2 separate regions of the Pan troglodytes genome follow, and region 2 is linked to region 1. A link is a contact called in public HiChIP or PLAC-seq data. All regions are on one chromosome and are shown on one strand. The core of a region is the stretch at or near the end of the contact, and the rest is flanking DNA. Distances in the headings are between cores, read along the strand shown.

Region 1 (6,190 bases), core at 1,531-4,030:
AAATGTATTAAATTCTCCCTTCAGGTAGTCACATTCGCTCCTAATTCATCTGAATACGGAATTTCTTTTGCAGTTAACCCCAAACTCATAGGTAATGTATTTAGAAAAGTTTTGCACAATAATTACATACAATGTTTCTTCATTTGTTTGCGTATCAATGTTATCCATATTAGACTGTAGGGACACCAGATAAGGGCGGCATCTTTCAAAGCAGTCTGTACAACACCTATCTGCTATGTCACTTCACAAAGGTAAGTTGATTCGTTAAATGAAACTATTATTTAATGGAAAGCTTAAGTAGAAAATGTTCATTTTAAAAATGTTTCTACGGTTTAACTTTTAAACATCTATGGCCTTTTTTATTTCCACAGACAACTGACATATTTTGGTTTCTCACTATTCTATTAATTGTCAAAGAATGGCTGGAATTTAAAGTGCAAGTTGAGGGTAGATAAAAGATATACACTTTCACATCCCACCATCAGATTATTCGAAAATTGGCAATGTCAGCTCCAGGAATTCTGAAATACAACTGAATCTTCACATACCCAAACAGTTTCAGGACCAAAAGAAGAGAACAGCGCACCTTCTGATTTGGGGGTTCCCTTTTCTGCAACTGGTTTAGACTAGTTTCTCTATCCAATGGTCTTTTAATTAGGAAAATTCAATTAATCACCATCGATATACGGAAAGAATACCAGGGAAAGGCAATCCTTTACTTAAAAGAGAAAAAAGGAGGCTTTGGATATCACCTTTTCATAAAATTCAGCAGCTAAATTAAGCTTTGCACTCAATACCTGCCGGCAGTCTCAGACATTTTTTTTCTACCTAATAATAAAAGCAAGTCTTATTCAATTTAGTCCCTTCTCGAGCACCGTCTCGACCTGTCAGAATTTGACAGTTAAAGAAAAAATTTAAAAAAGAAGTAAGGGAAACACTAGGATTCCCGTCCACATTGCTTCTTTTTCCGAAATCACATCACTGAGTCTTGGATTTCCTTCACTCCAAACTAAGCCCTCAGATTCCAAATATAGTTCTTTAACCCCCGTCTCGCCACTCAATTACACATAAACCTTGCCAATTACAGAACCACAGCAGAAACCCCTACAAATCCGCTTGCTGTTCATCTTGGAAGTCATGCCCTGCAGCAACTGCCGATCGCCGAAGTGACGGATATTAACCAAATTCAGCGCAACGGAATCAGACTTGCAGAACACACACGGCTTTCGCGAGGGAGGGAAACGCGACCCGGGAAAAGTACGCTCCTCACCAGCCTCGGGACGCTCTACCGGGGTGGGGGTTCCCAGAAAGGAGGGGGAGAGGAGCCCCAGTAGGGGAATCCTGCCCTCTCAAGTAAAAAGCTGGATCCCCCGGCAGCAGGCTGCAGCCCGTCCTCGCTAAGGAAACGACGAGTCAGACAGAGGGCCTTTTGCTCGGAAAGGCAGAAGGCAGACACTTTCCGAGGTCCGGACGCAAGCCGATCCCCCATCCCCCGAGGGAGGCGAAGGGTGCCCCATGGGTGGCTGAGGGGACGCCCGGCCCGCGAGGGACAACCCGAGGAGGAGCAGTTTCATCTGATTAACACCTGAGTCTCGTCCAGGCAAGCACAGATACTGGCGTGGGGCCGCCCAGGTGGGGGGAAGGGAAGGAGAGGAAGGGGGTGGAGATGGGATTCCCCCCTCTCTCTGAAGAGCACTAGCGGAGGATGCGCCCAGGCCAGCCGAGAGCGGCATGCTTCAGACTGCGGAGCCGGGATCCCGCCGCCTGCACCGACAGCGCGGAGCCCCGCAGCGCCCTCCGCACCGGCCCCTCGGTCCCCGGGGGCCCAGGACTTTGCTTCCGAAGGCGCTGGGGCCTAACATCCCACGGGGTCGACCCCGGCTCCTGGCGCCTGGGGGAGGGGACCCGCGGGAACACCCCCAATCTCCGGCGGTTCTCAGCGGTTGTAAAATGCACCCCCGCGGTTCCCTTCTTCAGCCTTCCCTCCTCCCGAGGCCGTAGAGAAGGGCCACCACAGGCGAAAAGCCTAAGGCAATGCAGGGACAGCAGCCTCATAGGTCCCGGACCTCCTCCCCCGGTTACCTGTAAGGACTCCGACACGGATTTGATGGTCGTGGTTAGTAAGGATCATTCCCTCGGTCGCCATGTTTCCCAGCGCAGTCACCGCACTGACAGGAGCCGGGAGAAACCGGAGCCCGGAGCGCGCGGGCCGGGAGCGCGCTCGCCGAGAAGAGCGCGACAGCTAGGGAGCCAGAGAAGCGCGAGGAGAGCGGGGAAGGAGGGGGAGGCCGCAGAGTGCTCGGTGGCCTGCGTAGGGGAGAGGCCGCGCCGGGAGTGCGCGGGTCCGCGGGAAGGGGAGGAGTCAGGGCGCGCGGCCCCAAGTCCGGCAAGAAGGAGGCAAGCTTGGGGGGCGCGGTGGCCGCACGGGGAGAGCGCGCGGAGGCGGCAGAACGAGGCCGGAGAGAGTCGGAACGCTGTGCGGAGCGCGAGACCCAAGGCAGCTAGATGGCAGGACTGAGAGGAAAGGATAGCACACGCTCTAGAGGTTGCGGGGGCGGACTCGGGGACAAGGGCGGAGCTACACCCCTAGGCGTGGAACTCGTGGAGAGTGAGGGGAGGAGTGAGAGCTCGGGTGCTGAGTATTGGGAGCGGGAAGGAGCCGGCCCAGCCTGAGTAGGTCCGCGGATCGCTCCTGGGCGCGCGAGTAGCACCGGATTGGCTGAGTGAACGCGGAGCGTGTGCGCGCGAGGCACGAACGCAACCTCGGCCGGGCCCCAGACAGAAGCAATCCCCTGCCGAGCCTGACACCTCGTTGGTTGTCCGCGCCTTAGGCTGGCTCTCGCCGGCGGGCCGGCTTTCTAAGAGGGGACCGCGGGGGGAGCGAGGCTGGCTCAGCACGCCGGGCCTCCTCTTGCAACCCTCGGGAGCGGCCGGCCGCCCCACTGAAAGCGCTGGGGAACCGAGAGGTGTCTTAGAAAGCGCAATGAGTGGCAGAACGGCGGCTACTATGACACAGAGGCCGCCGTGGGCGAAGAGGGAGGTATCCTGTCCTGCCTCGTGCTAGCCGCTGGCTTCCTCAGTCGGCTCTCCCTGAAGGAGGAGGATTTCCGCTTCACCTGTGCTTTAGGATTCCATCTCCAGTCAGTGCCTGCAAGATGATCCTCACGTGCGAAACTGAGGAGTCTGAGGCAGGGCAGCTGGAGTGGAGATACCTGGCTTCTCTTCCTCCTGCTGTCCCACGGTTTTGTGGCCTTAAGCCTCTTCGCCATGAGCGCTGCTTTTAGATGAAAAGCATCAATCTCCTTAGCGAACGAGAACGTGTTCCACCTGAACCACAGTCCATTGCCGCGGCGATTTTCATTTCAGTATTCGTGGGATGTGAGATTACCATGAAAGTAGCTTTTGTTGCCATTTATTTCCATGTGCCTTTCATGAAACGTGTTATTAATCACCTGTGGCTATTCTACGTTAGTTTCTTACTATCGTTCTGGACCTTTCAACTTCTGAATTTTAAAAAGTTATATGCGTGTGTGTGTGTGTACACACACTCATATGTATATATTTTCTCTTCTTAGCTGTAGTAACCTGGAGGCATAAAAGTGAAAAAGCGAAGTATTAAAAAATGTATATCAGTGTTTATACACAAATTTCAAAGTCACTTTGATAGGTTTTTTTTTTTGGTTTTAGTTTTGGGTTTTTTTGATCCGGAGTCTCGCTCTGTCGCCAGGCTTCAGTGCAGTGGCGCGATCTCGGCTCACTTGCAACCTCTGCCTCCCAGGTTCAAGCGATTCTCCTGCGTCAGCCTCCCGAGTAGCTGGAACTACAGGCGCGTGCCACGACACCCAGCTAATTTTTGTGTTATTAGTAGAGACGGGGTTTCACCATGTTGGCCAGGATAGTCTCGATCAAGATCTTGACCTCGTGATCCGCTCGCCTTGGCCTCCCAAAGTGCTGGGATTACAGGTGTGAGCCACCGTGCCTGGCCGATTATGAGTTTTTTATTGTTCCGTTGGAACATGAAATTACCCATCCTCTGAAGATTCACGTGCTTATGTATTTCATTTTAAATAATGGGGCCTACAAAGTAGATGATGGATGGAATTGAAGTGGGTAAAATAAATTAATGGCTTTTTTGCTTTTGTTTTTGTTTTTAGTATGTGTATTGCTGGTATTTTTGACAGTAATTAAAAATTTAAGCCAGGTCATGAACTCATTTCCTGTCATTGTCACCTTAGATCCTGGTGGCCAACGGGTTGTTAACTAGTTTGAAATGAGAGATAAAGATAAGAAAGTATGTCCAAGAGAATGATTTCCGTTATGTCAAACTAAACATGAAGAGCAAATAGTTGGTTATATTGTTATCTTCCTAACCTATCTCTATTCTCTGCAACACACTCTAAATGATTAGAAAATATCTTGAGCTTATCGTCTATCTTACATCTATCTTAGACGTAAGGTCTAAACCTGCCCACTAACAGGTTGTGACCCTAAACAAATTTGGGCCTTTTCCTTCATCCTTTAAATAAGATGGTAGACTAAATAAGTACCTTTTAAGTATAGTGGTAGACTAAATAAGCACTCCTTTAATTAGAATATTCTGTAATTATTCATGGAAGAAAACTGGCACTTTATTTCACAGATCAATAATAAGAGGACAAGAGACTAACTTTCTGCATTCATAAAAGGGGTGATGGTTAAATTCATTAAAATTTAAGTGGGAAGGGTGGATATGAATTAAATTTTCTAAAGCAGCAGTCCCCAACATTTTTGGTACCAGGGACCTGTTTTGTGGAAGACAATTTTTCCATGGATGGAGATGGGGAGGGTTGATGGTTTCGGGATGAAGCTGTTCTAGAACACCGCAGATCATAAGGTATTAGATTCTGATAAGAAGCCACAACCTAAATCCCACGCATCCGCAGTTCACAATAGGGTTCATGCTCCTATGACAATCTAATGCAGCCACTGATCTGACAGGAGGCGGAGCTCAGGCAGTAATGGTTACTGCCTGCTGTGTGGCCTGGTTCCTAATAGGCCACGGATGGGTACCTGTCCATGGCCCAGAGTTTGGGGACCCCTGTTCTAAAGTATATGGAGGTTTATTAACATTCATTATGTTTTACTGACTAAGTATTAAAATTCCTAAAAAATAATAATAGAACTAAATTATAATGTTTGTCTTTCAACCGTTTTTCTTAAGTGTATTCATCTTTCTCAAATTCAGCAACCTTTTACAAACCTTACAAAGGAAAAACGCAGTGACTTTACTGTCTAGAGTGAACTTTTACTGATGGTTATTGAATGAATATTATAATATGTACACACTATTACTCTTGTTACAGTGTGACATTCTTCAGAATTCATCCTGGAATCAATATTATGCCAAAGAAAATTTTCTGAAAGGTAGGAGAGAGTGCCATTTTCCAAATATTGATAAATGTCTCAGGAAACATGGGACATGGGGTGTGGTGTGGGTTGGGGTGGGAATTTGTATGTAAATAATTAGAAGTGCCCAGGGAGTTATTCTTTCCATTCTTAGGGTTTTCATCATGAAAACTACAAGAGTTTCCATTAACCATCCAAGACAACATTAAAAAAAAGGTTAACATGTGGCTTTCATTACAATTATCATGGAATGAAACTTTATATTTCAGTAGAAATGAAGTTATTATTGTTATTATTATTTTTTGAGACAGTCTTGCTGTGTCAGCCAGGCTGGAATGCAGTGGCGCCATCTCAGTTCACTGCAACTTCTGTCTCCTGGGCTCAAGCAATTCTCCTGCCTCAGCCTCCCGAGTAGCTGGGATTACAGGTGTGTGCCACTATGCCTTGCTAATTTTCGTATTTTTAGTAGAGATGGGATTTCACCATGTTGGCCAGCCTGGTCTTGAACTCCTGACCTCAGGTAATCCACCTGCCTCGGCCTCCCAAAGTGCTGGGATTACAGGCGTGAGTCACCGTGACCGGCCTGAAGTTAGTTTTTTCCTAGTACTGGTATATTTACACTTAGCCCACCAGTTAACTCTTAGTTTTTCTGTGGTTAATCACAATTTCTTTTTTTCTTTTTTTTTTTTTGAGACGGAGTCTCTCTCTGTTGCCCAGGCCGGACTGCCGTGGCACTATCTCGGCTCACTGCAAGCTCCGCCTTCCGGGTTCACACCATTCTCCTGCCTCAGCCTCCAGAGTAGCT
Region 2 (5,806 bases), core at 3,271-5,770, 730 kb before region 1:
TTCAAAAGTAATGAAGTATAGAAGTTATGAGGATGAAAAGGCAAGCCAGAGTGGAAGAAAATCTTCGTAAATCACTTATCTGACAAAGATAAAGGACTATATAAAACTTTTGGGGCAGCGGCTCATGCGTGTAATCCCACCACTTTGGGAGGCTGAGGCAGGAGAATCACTTGAGCCCAGGAGTTCTGAGACCAGCCTGGGAAACACAGTGAGACCCCATCCCTAAATAAAAAAGGAAAAAATAATAAGATAATAATAAATTCAGCAATAAGACAATAATCCAATTTAAAAATGGGCAAAAGTTTCAGACACTTTACCAAAGATAAACAGATGGCAAATAAGCACATGAAAAGATGCTCAACATCCTCAGTCATGGGGGAAATGCAAAGAAAAATCCCAACGAGATACTATTAAAATGGCTAAATCTAAAGACTGACCATACCAAGTGCTGACAGGAATGTAAAGCAACTGACCTCTCATATATTGCTGGTGGAAATGCAAAGTGGTTCAGCCACTTCAAACCCAGCTTGACAATGTATTAGTTTCCTATGCCAATGTAACAAATTGCCACAAATTTAGTGGCTTAAAACAACAGAAATTATTTTACAGTCCTATAGGTTAGAAATCTGGCATATGTCTCCCTTGGCTAAAATTACTGGCAGGGCTGCTTTCTTTTCTGGAGCCTCTTCAAGATTCTAGACACCACTCATATTCCTTAGTTTGTGGCCTGCTCTCCTCCATCTTCAAAGCCAGCAACTTTGCACTTCTCTGACCAATTGTTACATCTTTTTTTCCTGACTCTACTCTTCTGCCTCTCTCTTTCCTTTTTTAAAGATTCTGTGATACACTGGGACCACCTGAATAATCCACAATAATCTCCCTAAAGTCATCTGATTAGCAACCTAAATAAGCCTTTGCCACATAAGCAAACATATTCACAGGTTCCAGGGATTAGGATATCTTTGAAGACCTTTATTCTGTCTACCACAGATAGGTCTTTTTTAAATTTTAAGATAAAATTAGGCTATACCTACCATATTACATCTACTTAAGAGAAACAAAAACTTAGGTTTACACAAAAACCTATTTGCAAAGATTTACAGCCACATTATTCAGTCACAAAAAACCTGAAAACAACTCAAATGTCCTTCAACTGGTGAATGGATAGGTGATGGAACTGTTCTTTACCTTGATTGTGGTAGTTGCACAGCTCTCTGAGTTGGAATTGTACAACGAAAAGTTAAATTTCATTTCATGTAAATTAGAGTTAAATATTTTTTAAAGAAAAGAAGCAATTATATCATTTCTCATCCACCAGATTAGCAAAAATTTTAAAATCTTACGATGCCCAGTGTGGGCAAGAATGTGAAGCCACTGTCACTCATACTGTTTGCAGGAATGTAAATGATTACAGCATTAAAAAGGGTAATTTGGGTGTAGCTAGTAATGTTGAAAACACATATCAACCTATTATCAGCAATTCCACTTATAGATAGGTATACATACATTCTAGGAAAGTGTCCACACATGCGCTCAAGGAGACATGCACAAAGATATTCATTAAACATTGTTTGAAATATTAAAAAACTGAAAATTCTTCAGTAGGGGAATGAATTGCAGTTAGTAGTTATTAAAAAAGAAAACGGAAAAAATCCATGACAGAAAGAATCCTGCCAGTTAAGTGATTTGGAAAAGGCAACTTATTGGTTTATCTAACAATGAGACATTCTGAGAAGAGCACTGAATTTAGAATATGGAGACTTAGAATATGGAGAACAGCATTTTAGCATTCGTGTAGTTCCAAGTCTGCCCCTAACTAGCAGTCAGACTACGGATTACTTAACTCCTGCAAGCCTCACTTTCTTTTTCGTGGAAAATGAAGAGGTTAGACTATATAACCACTAAGATTACTTCCAACTCAACGATTCTATGATTCAGTAAGTATATGATCAAAAATTATAAGGGCTGGGCGCGGTGGCTCACGCCTGTAATCCCAGCACTTTGGGAGGGCGAGGCGGGCGGATCACGAGGTCAGGAGATTGAGACCATCCTGGCTAACACGGTGAAAACCCGTCTCTACTAAAAAAAAAAAATACAAAAAATTAGCAGGCGTGGTGGCGGGCGCCTGTAGTCCCAACTACTCGGGAGGCTGAGGCAGAAGAATGGCGTGAACCCGGGAGGCAGAGCTTGCAGTGAGCCGAGATTGCGCCACTGCACTCCAGCCTGGGCGACAGCGCGAGACTCTGTCTCAAAAAAAAAAAAAAAAAAAAAAAAAATTATATTCTGGCGGTGGCTCACGCCTGTAATCCCAGCATTTCAGGAGGCCGAGGCGGGTGGATCACCTGAGGTCAGGAGTTCGAGGCCAGCCTGGCCAACATGGTGAAACCCCGTCTCTACTAAAAATACAAAAATTAGCCGGGTGTGGTGGCGAGCACCTGTAGTCCCAGCTAGTCGGGAGGCTGAGAGCAGGAGAATCACTTGAACCAGGGAGGTGGAGACTGCAGTGAGCCAAGATCGCGCCACTACACTCCAGCCTGGGCAAGAGCGAGACTATGTCTCACAAAAAAAAAAAAGAAAAGACAATTATATTCTATATAAGCACATATGTCAAGATACTATTTTTTTCTAGACACTCTGAAATCAGAAAATATCAGAGAAATAGGGCATTTCAGTATAATAATATATAAAATTGATCAAATTTCTTGGAATGGGTGATAAATTTTATTTTTTCCATGACACAGCCCTCAGGAGATCCTGAAAACACGTGCCCCTGTGATGAGATTTTTAATCAAAATCATAATTCAAGATCATGTAAAAGCTAAACCCACTGTACTGACTTGGGTCACCCTCAAGTAGAACTTATATATTCTCTCCCGTTTTAACATTCCAAAACAAGTTAATGTTAATCAATCCACCTTAATTTGTCAAGTTCAAGTCCGTCTTGCCAAAAGTAATTCAGGTACATGGTAAAATTTACCAGATTTTTAAAGATAAAATAATGAATTGCTTTTCCTATTTTTGCCTGTTTTATCTATAAATCTCTTACATTATAATTTAATAGCTCATCCTGCCGCAAATAGAAAGCCTATAAAACCTATCCACAATAGCTATGTCCACAGGGATCTAGTAAAAAAAAAAAAAATCGTAGTTCTTAATTCAAGGAAGCTTATTTAATAAGTTTCATTACCACCAATACTTCAAAGACACCAATAACCAACACGTCATTTGTTCCTATTGCATAATTTAACAGGTTATTAACTTCTGGTATAATCCAAAAGCATAATTAGTAAACTATCATTAAAACATGATATTGCTTTTTTAAAAAATCAGAAATATTAACACCTTTCACTGCGTCAGTCAAATCAAAATTTCAAAATTTTTGTTCAATTGACTTTCCAAATCTAAATTCTTACTATTCTAAACGAGTATGGAGACAAAACACACACTCCATACTACATCTAAAAACTTCCTAGCCATCAGATTTTAATTTTAGCATAAACTGCCAAGAAAAACCTTTTGACCGAAACCTACATTCCGTACACATTACTGTATGTCAATCAACAGAAGGTGAGTTATGATCATTAGAAAGTTACATAATTTACTACAAAGATCGTTTAAAGCAAACTTCATTAAACGTAGGTTATAACAATTTACAGGCTTCAAAGTTCAACGTGCAACCTTAAAGTATCAGAAACCATGAACAAAACTAGGCTTTTCTTTAAAAGTGGTCACAAGGAAGCAGGAACTGTTTGCGTGTTTAAGAACGCAAAGAGCAGAATACCAGCAGCTGAGTCAGGCAGAGGAACGCTGACTACATTCTGACTTCTAAAGGAAAGCGTTCCCTCGCCGATTTCCCAGACCCGGCCGGGAGAAAGTCCCGCGCGTCGCGACCTCGGAGAGAGGGCGCAGGGGGCAGACGACTCCCCGCCGCGCCCCCTGCACCTCGGGCTCGGCTGGCTGTGGCCCGCGCCAAGGTGCATGCCCAGCCAAGCAGAAGGAGCGGGCACCGCGCAGGCAGCGTTGCTCCGAGGGACAAAGGTTGGGCTCACACCCTCCACGGCCGCAGCTCGCGCGCCCGAGGAAGCCCGCCTGGCTGCCAGGGGTCTCCCGCTGGTCGGAGTTTGCGCAGCGTGTGGGGGAAGGGGAGCCCGGCCGCCCGCCCCTCCCCCGCCGCGCTCCCAGGGACCTGTTGATTAAGATCTCTACAGCCCAGCCGCCGCCGATCCGCCTCTTACCTCCAAGCCTCGGCTCCGCGGAGCCTCCCGCCCCGGCCGCTCCTACGCACTGCAGAAGCGACAGCCCTCCGGCGGCCCTTGAAATTCCGGATAAAGAATCCAGAAACTCCCGACTCCCCACCTCAGAATCCTTAGTCCCCGCCCCCGCCCCACCGCCTGCCTCCTCCGTCGCCGCCGTCACCGCCGCAGCCGCCAGCAACTCCACTTCTAGACCGCGCGAGACCGGCCCCTGCGGCCGTCGCGAGACCGCGCACGCGCCCCCGGGACTCTGGCGCAGTGGGCGCGCGGATCCGAGTCCCACCCCGCCCGTGAGAGGCTGGCGCGGCTTGCCCAATCCCGAGCCGGAGCGGAGAGAGCGCCCGCTCATTGGTCCTCTCCGCAGCTCCAGCCGGGTGCGCGCAGTCGCGCGCCTCTAAGTCTAAAACGCGGACTGCTCCGGGCTAGCTGGCCCGGTGGAGCCCCTTCGGGATTTGGCCGGCGGGCTTTGAGGGGACGCGAGGCTTCCCTGGGTTTCTACATCCCTTGGCTCTTGTCTCTGGATGACGTATCCTGAAGAAAATCTGATTCCTCTTGAAGAGATTCCTCATGTCCTGTCAAGTTAGTCACCCAATCTAACATTTGTTTTTTTTAAAAAATGACATAAACACCTGGATGTGTGCAGTGTCCCGCAGAAGACTGCATAAAGCCAGCAGCTGCACTGATTTCTGAAAACCAGAAAGCAAGGATAGCAAGGACTAGAACTATTTCCCAGAAGTCTCCCGAAGGGACAGAGTTACGCAGATCAGCCCGTGCTCCGGGCATGGCTGGCGCCCTCGGGACCTGGATGTGCCACCCTTGGAATGGGGCAGGACTCAGGCGGGTGCGGGCGGAAGTCAGAGCAGATTGGAGGACGTTCTAAGGAGAAACACCAGCAATGTGTCTCGACACTTGCAATAAAAGCCCTCGGATGGTCTCTGTCTTGACAGTACCTTCCGAGCAAGCCCATTCCACATTTGAACACTTGCAAGGTTTGTTAATCGACCTCTCCTTCTATGAGGCCAAACTATGCCTATGACTCCAGCCCGGGGGCACAGTTTCCCCCAGGGGCACAGTCCTCCCTGAAAGCCTTCGTATATGCCATTTCCATTTCTCTCGGTTTTCCTCATTTTGTCCCACGGTGTTTTTCCATCTCGCAATGTCCTCAGGTCCTGATTTTCAAGCTCTTTCACATTCTTCCCCATTACGCTCCTCTGGACAGCCTATGGGTTGTTGGTGTCCCTCACTAAGGACACTGTGATGGCCTGAACGAAGCAAACCGTTGTTCCTGGTGGTAAAGATCTTTGGGGATGCCTACCCTTCCCAGACTTGTTATCCTTCTCAAATCTGATCAGCATTCTGTCCAAGTGTTTAATAAGACAGAGCGGAGGACAGAACTCTGCTGCATGCCACTAAAGACCTTAATGCTCCTGCCATCAAAAATTTCTCACTAGGCTTCGAATACAGGTGGACGACACAACCGAACTGTCTTCTTGGCCCATATTCCTCCATAAAGATGCCATGAGAACTGGTGAAATGCCTAACTGAAATCCAGA

Evidence for each region. HiChIP or PLAC-seq counts read pairs in DNA pulled down with a chosen protein or histone mark.
Region 2: an H3K4me3 HiChIP or PLAC-seq map of stem cell-derived excitatory neurons shows a contact between it and region 1, with 10 times the contacts expected there. The contact joins the promoter of PALS1 here to the promoter of GPHN in region 1. A contact is called at or near these places in 1 of 7 Hi-C or Micro-C datasets (stem cell-derived neural progenitor cells) and 1 of 1 datasets of contacts at active chromatin or transcription factors (stem cell-derived excitatory neurons).

What each region holds. Positions count from the first base shown.
Region 1 is chr15:64,483,073-64,489,262 of NHGRI_mPanTro3-v2.0_pri, reverse strand. It overlaps GPHN (gephyrin), which reads right to left and starts at 2,780. Exons shown (of 24, transcript XM_063793576.1): 1 at 2,083-2,780. The coding sequence starts at 2,146. It overlaps LOC107968333 (a long non-coding RNA gene), which reads left to right and starts at 1,391. Exons shown (of 4, transcript XR_010151167.1): 1 at 1,391-1,600; 2 at 5,343-5,403.
Region 2 is chr15:65,214,487-65,220,292 of NHGRI_mPanTro3-v2.0_pri, reverse strand. PALS1 (protein associated with LIN7 1, MAGUK p55 family member) reads right to left here and starts at 4,520. Exons shown (of 15, transcript XM_003314400.6): 1 at 4,236-4,520.